Regions from separate parts of the Mus musculus genome. Here all the other regions are linked to region 2. Evidence: chromatin contacts called from public promoter capture Hi-C data. All regions are on one chromosome and are shown on one strand. Each heading gives the region's core, a stretch centred on a gene start, on an enhancer-like site or on the middle of the called end of the contact. The rest is flanking DNA. Distances are from core to core; before and after follow the strand shown.

Region 1 (3,938 bases), core at 827-3,326, 2.3 Mb after region 2:
TCCCTGTTCTACAATGACCTCAAATCTTCAACAAAATCAGTCAACCACTGGTAAGAGCTGGGCTTGGAACTAAATCAAGAGGGGAGACACTTTTCTAGCGTGGGAGGAATTAGCTAGCAAGTTTAGGTGTTACCTTCCTAAACACTTAATTTTCCAAATAAAAACTCAGGTCAAAATAATGGGGGCATAACAAGTATTTATTCACCTCAGGTCTGAATAACAGACAGGCCTAACTAGCATTTTCTTTTAAGTTGTACACAAACTAGGGAACACTTTTCACAGTAACCATTTCCATCTGACTTGTTTTTCACGCTGTGAGCACCATATCAAATTTTCATAAGTGAGCAGGATACAAGAAAACCCTTCACAGCCAGCACTTGGCCCAAGTAATCAGATATTTTCAAAGTCAAAGGAAAGAGAGTTCGCAACTTCCTAGAAAAACACTTCTGCCAGCTTGCCTTCCTTCCACACAGTGCAAACATCGTTCAGAATGAGGCCTCTCTTGAATGTCACCAACCAGGACCCAAATCTGAGAATCTTTAGTAGACTGTGGAGAAGAAAGAATTCTGTGCTGTATTTTTAAAAATTTTGACTAAGTTGTGGCCTCAGAAATTCTTAAATGTCTGTTGTGGGTTAAGAGAACAACGTGTAGGAAAACCAGAGGATAAAATATTTTTAGAAGCTCATGATGCGCAAAAAAATATCCTTTGAAAAAAATCGGTAAAAAGAAACTTCCCTAAGAGATTCCAAAAGCAGCAGCAAGGATCTTCTAAGCAGCCCTTCGAGTTCAAGAGCTGGAAACGTCGTGTTCAAAGTATCTTTTAAAAGCCTGCAGGGAAGGCTTCGGTTCATCCTGGAGTTTAAACCACTTCCTTTGTGTCGTCGTAGTCGCTCCCCCCCCCCAGCCCCCAAATCCAGGGTGCCCCCAGGAAAACTTTAACTGGGCGCAGCGACCGGATCGAGGCCCCTCCCCGTGGCGCGCAGCGAGCCTGGTTTTATGAATGGGAGATGGAGCCGCGGCCGCCACCGCAGGTAGAGGCTGTAACTGGATCCCTCGCGCCCGGCCCCATTCACAAAACAAGACACACTTCCACCCAATTCCCAGCCTTCCCATTCATGAAAACTCCTTCAGCTGCGCCCCCGCCCCCACTCCCAACGCACGCTTAGCCTCCGACGCAGGCCCCTCACCCCAGCGTTTTAGGAAGAAAGCTCAATGCTTCATTCACAAAAAAAAAAAAAAAAAAGGGAGAAAAAAAAAAAAGCCTCAGAGCTCAGAGCCCAAGAAAGAAACCTGCTTCATTCATAAAGTCACCCACATTCAGAAAACGAGGTGCAGCGCTGGCCGATACCAGCAGCCTCATTTGCTCCTGATCACACATGCCGCCTCCCCTCATCACCCCCTACTTAATCAGTACCCCCTTTGCGGGGGAGACCCCGAATCATTCACGAGGTTCCAGCACACTCTCGGCAGCCTCGGAACCGGTTCTCTCTTCCCCCAGGCCGTGGCTCAGGCGGCCCCAATACCCTCAGCCCTAAGAGGAGGGAGTGGGGGGCTGCGGGCCCGCTGCCCAGTCTCCAACTTGCCAGGCCTGCAGAAGTTCGGGCAGATCCTGCACCCTCAGGCTGCACATGTCGGTGTCATTTAACTCTCGGGGTTCTGAAGCAGAACCCCTGAAACTGCTGCTCGCCTCCCCCCACCCCCCATATTAAGAGTCGCGGAGCGTTTCTTCTCGCGAGCCTCCCAGGGCCCTCGGGGGCCCACAACTTCGCGCCCCGCACCCCGTTCTTGCACCCCGCTTCTGTAGCCTGAGCCGGGCACCCCGCTCCCTGCACCCGCTCCAGCACCCCGGGTGCCTCCTCCGCGGCGTGCGGAAACCCGTTCTCCGCTCGCTCCGGAACCGCTAGCCGCCCCCGCCCGAAGCCTCCCAGGAACCGAACCGAACCGGGCCTCGGGGGGAGGGGGCGGCTAGCTCCGGGAGTCACCCCAAGCACGCCCAACTGAGGACCCAGAACCAGTCCGCACCTGAGCGGCCACTCCGCGCGCCCGCCTGCGCGCCTCCGTGGCGGGCTGGGCCGCAGCGATCGGGGATGAAGACCGCTCTGCGCGCCGGCCTCCGGACTCTGCGCCGCCCTGCAACCCGCTGCAGCACTGGCCCGGCCCCCGCCGGCTCCGCCCGCCGCCATTGGCCCGCAGCCCAGAGCACACACGTCCCCATTGGTCGGCGGCCATCCCCGCGGCTGCCCATCACCTCTTGTTTACCCTGTCTTCAGGCAAATCCAGCTGGGCCGCCCCATCATCTGCGGCGCCCATTGGCTAACGGTCGGCCTCCCTCAACGCCCTCAGAGGTCTGTTTTACATAATTTATGCGCTGGGCGCCATTGACCAATCAGCACCGGCTTGTTTATATAATGAATGTAAGGACGTTTTTCATTCATAAAAAACGCGACCTGAGGGGGAAGCTTAGCTGAGTCAGTGAAGCTCTTAAAGGGGCCACTCGCGAAGTTCCCCCTGGCCTCGGCCTGCACCGCTCCTCCCGCCACCCCCGCGCGGGGCCGCTTGGCGCCAGGCGTTCGCAGCTGCAGCAGCGAGCTAAGTTATCATTTTAGAACTCAGGCGAGAGGAATTCGTCATTCCACACACAGAAACTCGCTGACCCTGCCTGGGCGTTCGGCCCATAGAAACACAAAAAACGGAAACCGAGCCCTCTAATCTTAGCTACCTTGAAGAGAAGCCTTAATTTTTTTTTTAAACCAGGTTTCCAGTGGGAAAAAAAAGTAGTTACCTTCCTTTAAAAACCTGAGCTTTTCCAGATCTTAGTGATGTACCCATGTTGCCAAAGCCTAAGGCCCGACCCGATCGCGTCTTCTCGGGCTAATAATTGCCTCTGAGCTCTACAGGCAAGAGGCTACAGCCAGAAACCCGGTTCGTGGATCGCACCGGGCCGGTAGAGGGCCTTGGAAGCACAAATCCCTTTGAAACGTGCGTGCAGTTAGACCGCTTGCTTCTCTCCCGGGCTGCTTGTTTTCCATTTAAGTGTTGAATGCAAGATGGTGTGTTTGCGAATTAGATCCCGTGCAGCTGGGAACCGGGAGAAGCAGTGTTGCTTGCCAAAGGATCGGGCATTGACTGCAGTTGTTGAGATTCTTAACAGGGTGTTCCAGGAAACAAATAAAACAATCCTCTGCCCCTTCCAACTCCTCGTCCTGCTCCTGCCACCGACAATGGCCGTTCTCTTCTTTTCCCAAGGACGCTAGGGTGCTTGTGAACGAGTTCTGTTCTCTACTAACCGGGCAGCAAGGTGTCAGCGTTTGGAGAGTTGAGCCTCAGCAAAGCGGGTCCCAAGTTGTTACCCTAAGGGTGCCCAGTGCCCCACAGTGAAACACGTGGTGTGGATTTCTAGTCCGCGGCCTTTCCCCCCTAAGCTTGTGGATCAGAGCTGGTACTTGGTGTGTTGATTACAGTCCTTGACCAGTTTGAATGCTGGGATGAGACCTGCACCCAGGTTCAGTGGGCTGAGTTATCGGTTTTGCCGGAGACTGGGAAGGGCACCAGTTGAAGTGTGGGCAGGTGCTTTGAACTTTTAACGAGCAGTTCCTTGATATTTAATTTCCTGCCTGAGCACAGTGCTTCCCTTAGCTCCTATTCTAGTTGGTGGCTATAGAGTTTGTCCTCTTGTACCCGTGTTCCCAGCTTGTTTCTGACGTCCTGAAGGCTTTCAATTCAGCAAGGCCCACACTAGTTCCAGATCCTCTCTCACCGGCTTGGTCCCATCACCGCCATCCCTCCCTGTTCTCATCCCAGGCCAACCTCCTGCCTGGTTGAAATTTCTTCAAGAATTTCCTACTCCCCTTTGCTTAATTGTCTCAGATCCCAGTCCTCTAAAAGTTCTGTGGCTTGCTGTATCAGCTCCAGTGCAGGCCTCTTCACAGTGGTTCCT
Region 2 (4,219 bases), core at 282-2,781:
CTAAATAAAGGATCTGGAGCAATGACCCCATTGTTAAAAACACTGACTGCTTTATGAGAGAGGATGAAGCCTAGAATTCCAGCATCCCTACATGGTAGCTCACACTCTCTGAAACCAACTCCAGTGCTGGGGAATCTGGTGCCTTCTTCTGGCCTCCATGGGCATTGCATGCAGGCACATGGTACACAGACGCAGACAAAACATATTTAAATTTTAAATTTTTAAATAAATAGAGCTGAAGAAATGACTTAATGGCTAAGAGCACTTATTGCTCTATCTGGATTTCAGCTCCCAGCACCTGCAGCTCCAGGGGGACCCAATGACTCTGATCTTTACCAGCACTCAGATAGCCAATACAGACACACACAAAGAATTAATAATAATAATAATAATAATAATAATAATAATAATAGACAATTTAAAAAGAATTCTAGATAGTTTTCCTTCAAGTTATGTATCTTGTTTAAATCAATTTGTGGAGAAGAGAGGGGAAGAGAAGGAAGGAGGAGGAAAAGAGGGGAGGAGGGGAAAAGGACGAGGGAAGGAAGGAGAGAATATGAAAATAAATCTTCTTGCTTTGACAAGAGAAAACCAAAGAAAGGACTCTCTAAGCTGATAGCACCAACTGGTCAAGCCAGAGTGGCAAGCAGTTTTACTGCAGGCCTAGCCATAAATCTTAGAAAAGTCAAAGAAAGGTCCCCCCCACTCCACCCCCCACCCCCGCGCCCCAGGAAGTACTCAGTAGGCTTTTTTTAAGTTAATAGAACATGAAAAGGAGACCTAAAAGCTTATCAAATGGCCTGCCTGTCAACTCTGCTCCTCTCTCTCTACCTTGTGGCAACACATCTAATTTTAACGGAGGCAAGGCTGTCTTAATGAAGTGCAGAAGGAAGAAGTACGTAACTTTTGTCAGAAGCCAGAACTATCCAAACATTTTCAAGAGCAGAGGACGGCCATCCTTGAAAAGGAATCTCCTAGAAACAAAACATCTTGAAGAAGATTCCATGTGCCTCGGAAAATAAAGGTTTGTTACAATTTTTGTTCAACTCCTGCATCTGATTAAGACAAAAATTAAATTAAATTTAAAAAGTAACTGAGGCTCTGATAGCGACCTTGACAGATTTACAAAGAAAGCGTCCTCTGCAATTATGACCAGGCTTCTAGTACACTCCACCTCTCAGGCCCTCTGATTTCCCAAGTGTGTTAGAACATGGTAATTAAAACAAGCCTTATTCCAAGCTCTAAGGTTGGCTAAGTCCTGGTCTTGTGCTTTGGCTTTGGGATGTAAAGGGCTCTTTGAAAACAATCAACATACCACTTCTGTCTTGATCAAGATGCATTCCTTTAATCTTATTCTACCTTAAATAAATGTTTGGAATTAGCAGCCCGGGGTTGGGTTTCCGCCCTCTAGCGGAACCCAGATGGCCTGAGAGCCCACCGGCAGTAAAAACTACGTCTCCCAGAATGCTCCGGGAAGGCGGATGCCTCCCCCCCATTGGCCAAGGGTGGGTGACGCTAAGTGTTTTGGCTCGACGGTCACATGTTTCCTTTGTTGTGAGCAGTGGCAGAGACTGGCGGTGGCTCGAGGAGACGCCGGCGCAGCAGGGACGGGGGTCGCCGCTCGTGCCGCTTCCAGCCTGCGCCGAGAGGTACCAGGGTGGCCGCTCCAAGCGGCATGCGACCGCGGCGCTGATCCCCGGCACCGGCGGGAGGGAGGCGAGGTCCCTGGCTGCCAGAAGCCCGATGCGGCCTCGGGCGTGGGGACAGGGCAGGGACGAGCCCCGCGGCAGCAATACACTTAGGGTGGAAGCGGCCGGAGTGTTTCGGCCTCGGACCTGGAGTTTCCGTGGGGTGACCGTGAGTGCTGTCGCCTAGCACGGATAAGGATCGGGGTGCTGGGGCCATAGCAGCCAGCAGCACAGTTGCGAAACATGCGGGGCGTGGTCACCTGACCGTTACCCGCCCCCGCGAAGCCTTTGTTTACCGGGAGCGCGGCCTCGGGCCGTCCCGGGGGAGCCCCCACCCGGCTGCCCGCTTCCTTCTCAGGGCCCTCTGCTTCTTAATTTAGTTCCCAATGTTCCCGCCCCCAAGCCCTGGGCACCCGAGGCGAAGATCGTTCGGGCGGCCGGGATTGGGCGCTGCAGGCGGGCCGGGCCGGCGAGTTCCGAATTTTTATTGGCAGGGGGTGGTAGGTGGGTGGCCCGTGCCAGGCAGTCCCGCCCTCGCCTGAAGGTGACCTGGAGGACGCGGGCGCCGAGGGAGGGGAGCAGCGGGGCGGTGGGTAGGAAGGGGGCGTGCCCTGCAGAGGCCAGGGGGTGGGGGCTAACCCGTAGCTCCTGGCGTAGGACAGCGCGCAGCTCTGCGAAGTTGCCCTTGCCTGCTCTGTCCAGCCTTAGGTAGTAAAGGATGACCCACAAGGCCACATTTGAGAAGCTTCAATATCAGCTCTAGCGGATTTTAATCATGTCAATTTTTTTTTCTGTTAGTGTTCTCAGCTGACACCTGGCACAACCACCAGATGGTTGATGGTTGATAATGGTTTGGTGTTTTGTTTTTCTTTATTAGGATTTAATATGTATCCCTTGCCACTAAAAATATAAACGGTGGCTTTTACCTTTAAAAAAAAAGATATTTTGAGGTTATTCACCTAAAAGTTTTTTGGTTTTGGATTTTTGAATGAGCTTTCTTAGTTTTCCCTTTTTGGGGCACACAATTTCGTGTATTAATCTCCCAGGTAATTGAGAAGTTTCTGATAAGTGAGTTGAAGGTGTGTTTGGAAAACTGTACATTAAGATAACCGAAAGCCCAGTCATTTCCAGACGGAGGATATTAAAGGTGGTTTTCCAAATCTCTTAAACTTATGGTGCAGCTAGGTTTTGTCATTTTATCTCAGAAAAGTTGAGTTTCTTCAGTAAAGCAGGTATAATATACTTAATAAAGCAGCCTTAATATACTTTTTAAAGATTTATTCTGTGTGGGTGTTTGACCAGCATGTACCCACCCACCTGTGTTCGGTGCCAACGAAGGCCAGAAGAGGGCGTCAGATCTCCTGGAACTGGAGTTCTAGATGGTTCAAGTTGTCAGCTGCCTTGTGAGTGCTGGAAACCAAACCTGGGTCCTCTGCAAGAGCACTGCTAAACCATCCTTCCAGCCCCTCTTAATATTAAAAATCCAAGTACTGATGCCTGTTAGAATAAGAAGTTGTCTGATCAGGACACATAGTCACTCGTATACTAAGGTTATTCAGATCTTAACATATACAAATGCAACCCAGTATACTTTAATAAGAACTACCTACCATTTGATAAGTTGAGTTTCTTTAAACAAAGCTTGTGACTTAGTCTTTAAACAGGAAGAAGAAAACAATATTCTGAGAGCTATCAGTTATATCTTAAACTTTCCTGGCTTTCGTCCAGATTGCCAAAACCTTAATGCTTTTCCGGTGTGCTTTTTAACTTCCTTGTTTTCCTGCCATTTCATTAAGAGTCAGAGGTCAAGACTTTGGAAAATAAATACTTAGCAAATATGTTGCAGCATTTATTCTTGTATGCACTTTATTTACTCTTACCTGGAAAATTTAGGACAGCTCTTTTATCAAATATGTAAGTGTGGACTCTGTAATGAAAAATGTCAATAAAATGTCCTCACAAGCATTTATGCAAAAAAAAAAAGATTTCATTTCTGTTGTGACTACAACAATGATACAAGACAGCTGGATGTTTTTAACATTTCTGTTCTTCATGCTATAAATACTCCCATAAGCTCAAGGTGAATCCCCTGTGGGCAGCTCCAGTTATTTGGGAGACTGAAGTAAGAGCAATACTCAGTAGACCTAGGAGTTGAAGACCATCCTGGGCAACATAGACTTGGGAGTCCAACAACAGAATAGCTAATTATCTTCAAGAGTTTTCATTCTTCCAGCACACCCTCTCCCACACGCACACTCTCCTTTGATACTGAGGACTGAACCAAGGGCCTTCTCACACATGCTAGCCACTGAGTTCTCCTTAGTTGACTGATCTTAGATGATCCAAAACATTCTAAACCAAATGGAAAATAAGGAGAATGAAAACCTTCTTAAGGGTGGAGTTCATGCCTGTAACTGCAGGACGGGGATGGGGGACTATAGTTTGCATCAAGCCTGAAATATACAGACTGAAATATACCTGGTCTCAAACCAAAGTGATTAGGTTTTGTTGGTGCTTCTAAAACTATTTCT
Region 3 (3,678 bases), core at 647-3,146, 2.9 Mb before region 2:
CCCATTACCCTCTTTTGTTTCTTTCCCACTGCCTCTGACCCCATTCTTTTCCCCAGCTTGTCTCAGTTCTACTCTTTCTTTTTTTTTTTTTTTTTTTTTTTTTTAGATTTATTTATTTATTATATGTAAGTACACTGTAGCTGTCCTCAGATACTCCAGAAGAGGGCATCAGATTGCATTAAGGATGGTTGTGAGCCACCATGTGGTTGCTGGGATTTGAACTCTGGACCTTCAGAAGAGCAGTCGGGTACTCTTACCCACTAAGCCATCTCCCCAGCCCCATACTCTTTCTTTTTTATGTGATTTAGTGAATTTAATTAGAACTGCTTACAGGGGAATAAGTGGGTGATTATTTATAGGAGTCAGGGCAATACCAGTGTATTATTTATAGGAGTCAGTTTACCAGTGACTATAACCACTGAAAAAAATGTTCCTTCCTGTAACCATCACCTAGGGAGTGGCAGGACCACCACACTTGGCTCAGTAAGTCTTCAAAACAGCCCACCTCTAAGCTGTTCTTCATGATTGACAATTCCTTTAACACGTGCTTGATAGTTCTTTTTTGTTTTTCCTTTCTGAGGCAGGCTCACTGTGTAGCCCTGGCTCAACTGGAAGTCACTATGTAGTCAGACTGGCTCTAATTCACAGAGATCTGCCTCTTTCAGCCTTCAGAGTTCTGGGACTAAAGACATGCCCCATGCCACCCATTTTCAATCTATTGAGTTTTCGCCATTTCTAGGATGTTTAGGCATAGTATTCTATGTCTTGGCTAGTATAATTGACAGCAGTAGCTTTATAATTTGCTTTAATATCTGTTAGGACAAATGTACTCCTATTTCTGTTGTTTGGTGTTTCAAAGATGATAGTTGTAAAAACAATCATGTATTAGCTATGTAGCTATTGGGTAAACTAAGAATTTTAATTTTTTTTAATCTGTTATTTTAAGCTTGTACATTCGGAAAGCATGCTTGCCTCTGTGAAGGGTTATTGAATTGGGTTTCAATGTTGACTCTGGGTCACAACCTCCCTATAGAACAGCTGTAGGTTCTGGCTAGGACTTTTCTGACCTTTAACAGTGGTGGGCTTTAGTGTTTAGTGTTCAAAGTAGAGAGATGGTCATCTAATAACTCTCTAGAGAATAACTCCGTGTGAACCCCAATACATTTGGATGGCCACAAGTCTTGGGTCTTTACTGGGCTGCCTAAACTCCTGTGACCTGCGGCGGTCACCGGAACTCTGGATAAGTAAGCAGAGTGTACACGGACCTCTCCGCCCTCTGCGCAATCCGGGTCGACCTTCGCGAGAGTGGATGTAAGGATCCTAGGAGAAGTTTAGGGTTAAGACTCCCAGGCCTCTTTTCTCCTTTAAAATCAGAACCACGCAGGCCTTCCTGCAGCCCAGACAGCGGAGCAAGCAGCCTTTGGGTGCTAAACTTTATAGACTGAGATACTCTGCGTAGATCAAGGGGCTCAAACGGGCGGAAGAGGAGAGGCGCAGGCCACCTGAACCGGGTTGGTGGTGATAGTGTTGGGGGTTCTGAAGGGTCCGGGTCAGGCTCAAAACGGGTCAGTCTTCCGTTTGAGGGCTGGGCATAGACCCGTGGTAAAGAGCAGGATTCTTGTTTCGCTGGGTGTTGCCCGTCAAGTATTTTGAGGTGAGGTTGCCATCCCGTTCTGGCGCCTGCATCGGGACCCTGTAGGCGACCTCCCGTGCGCCCCTCCCCCATTACACTCTGCCGCAGCCACTGGCCCATCCCTGGACTCAGACCCCTCGGCGGCCCCGCCCAGCCTCAGGGTTCCGCCCCCACAAGGGTCCGCCTCCAGGTCCGCCCTGTCGCTCGCCCATTCAGATGTGGGTCAGGGGTGAGCGGGTGGAGCTGACGTCACAAGCTTCCAAGATGGCGCGGAGCGGGCGGCTGTGAGCAGCGCTCTGGGCGCGCTGGGCGGAGAGCCGAGCGGGGGCCGGCGGAGGGCGGACAGGGCGGGCGCGTGCAGCTCAGGTCGGGCGCCCAAGACGAGGGGCCTCTGGCAGGCACCTGAGGTAAGCGGTGTCCTCGAGGGAGGGCGACGCGGGCCGGGCGCGCCCCCGGAGAGGGGGGCGTGGGCGCGCGTGGGACGGAGCGCGCGCACGGCCCCTAGTCTCGAACCGAGGCGCACGCGGGACCCTGGACGGGCGGGGGCTTTGTGGTTCAGGTGCCCGGCGGGTTGCGGCCGGCACGGGGACTCCGGGCACAAAGCCCCCAGGGCCGCGCCAGTCCGGGGACGCGAGTCTGTGGAGCGGGGGTCGACGGGGTAGCGGGCGCCGGCTCTTTGTGCCTTTTCATTAGCAATCTAATCCGAACGGCGTCGGGCGAGCTATGCTGCCTGACAGGCGGGCGTTCTCCCATTATGCAAACGGCTGTACGCCTGCGGCTGCCCCTCACTGGAACGCTTTACGGTTTCCAGAACTGCGCTTGTGTGTATGGTCTGCAGTCCTTTTCCTCGAGTACCCTTCCTGGCTGGGGGACTGGCCGTGTCAGGGACAGGGTAGGGCTTAGAGGGCCCGGCTCCGTGGCTGGGTGGGCTTTCTGCCCTGCCCCCAGACCTTTGCTGGAGGCAGCCGCCTGGCAGGAAGAGAGATGGGCTTGGGGGGAGGGGGTCGGGTGGCAAGAGGAAGGGACTGGCTGGCTCAGGGAGTGAGCTGAGGGGCCCTAGCTTGTCATTCTCTGTTTATCTTCCAGAATGGTTCATATGCACACAAGCCTGGGTGTAAGTGCTGGGGGAAAATACCTCTCCCTGGGGGGCAGTGACTTAGGTACTTGGAGTGATTGAGGCCAGATAATACTCTCAGCGGCCGCGCCCTGAACAGTTTTGGACTACCTTGCGACGAGAGTCCCGTGCTGATCTTGGCTGGCCGGAGAGATTCAGAAGTTATTTACTTATGTGTTCTATCCCCCTCTTCACAGTATCTTTTCTAGTTATAATTGTCAGGCGCATTTGGAAAGCTGTGTTCCAGGTTCCTCACTTTCAATCAGCAGGAGGGGTGTAACACTGAGAGGCCACCCCCACTGACATATGTGGCGATGGGGGAGGGGCGGATCCTTGCCTATAGGAATCCTGTGACTGGACTGTTACTGGGGTTTGCTAGCTGTGGCTTTTGCACCTAGGACCAGGAGATTCGGCAGGTCGTGGAGGGGCTCATCTTCTAGGCTGAACTTGGGATTTCCAATCTAGGACAAAGGTTGGTGGGATGGAGGCAAACCCTAGAGGGATGCCACATTATTGCTTCTGATTCCTCCTGGCCTTGCCCCTCCACTGTTATCTGCCCGTATCTGGAATCCCTGGCTTTCAAGCAGACATTTTTAGGATCGTAGTCTGTGTAACCACTCTGTAGCTCTGTCTCTCGAAAAAGTATGCTGGGTGGAGCAGAGCTCCTGGAGTAGTCTGAAAGAAAGCAGATGGTCCAGCCTCAGGCTGGCCTCTAGAGACAAATGTGTGGCCAAACCTTCCCACTAAGGTTTTTGCAAGAAGTCATGTGCCTGCAGGTGATCTTTCTGTCCTATGCAGTTTTTTAATGAAAACCTCTGAAACCTACAGGGTAGACTTGGGAAAAGTTGTCCAGTCTTTGCATTGCCTGCCTGCTTGCTGCGAGGGGAGCAATGCTGTTCATTCAGTTTACTAATTTGGCTCCTGGCTTTCT

Evidence for each region. Promoter capture Hi-C pulls out the DNA fragments that hold promoters and counts their contacts.
Region 1: a promoter capture Hi-C map of pre-B cells shows a contact between it and region 2, with 4 times the contacts expected there. The contact joins the promoter of Etv5 here to the promoter of Klhl24 in region 2. A contact is called at or near these places in 2 of 39 promoter capture datasets (liver and pre-B cells).
Region 3: a promoter capture Hi-C map of pre-B cells shows a contact between it and region 2, with 2.3 times the contacts expected there. The contact joins the promoter of Hic2 here to the promoter of Klhl24 in region 2. A contact is called at or near these places in 2 of 39 promoter capture datasets (cranial neural crest and pre-B cells).

Annotation. Positions count from the first base shown.
Region 1 is chr16:22,437,494-22,441,431 of GRCm38.p6, forward strand. Etv5 (ets variant 5) reads right to left here and starts at 2,077. Exons shown (of 13, transcript NM_023794.2): 1 at 2,024-2,077.
Region 2 is chr16:20,096,023-20,100,241 of GRCm38.p6, forward strand. Klhl24 (kelch-like 24) reads left to right here and starts at 1,532. Exons shown (of 8, transcript NM_029436.3): 1 at 1,532-1,649.
Region 3 is chr16:17,231,691-17,235,368 of GRCm38.p6, forward strand. Hic2 (hypermethylated in cancer 2) reads left to right here and starts at 1,897. Exons shown (of 3, transcript NM_178922.3): 1 at 1,897-2,040.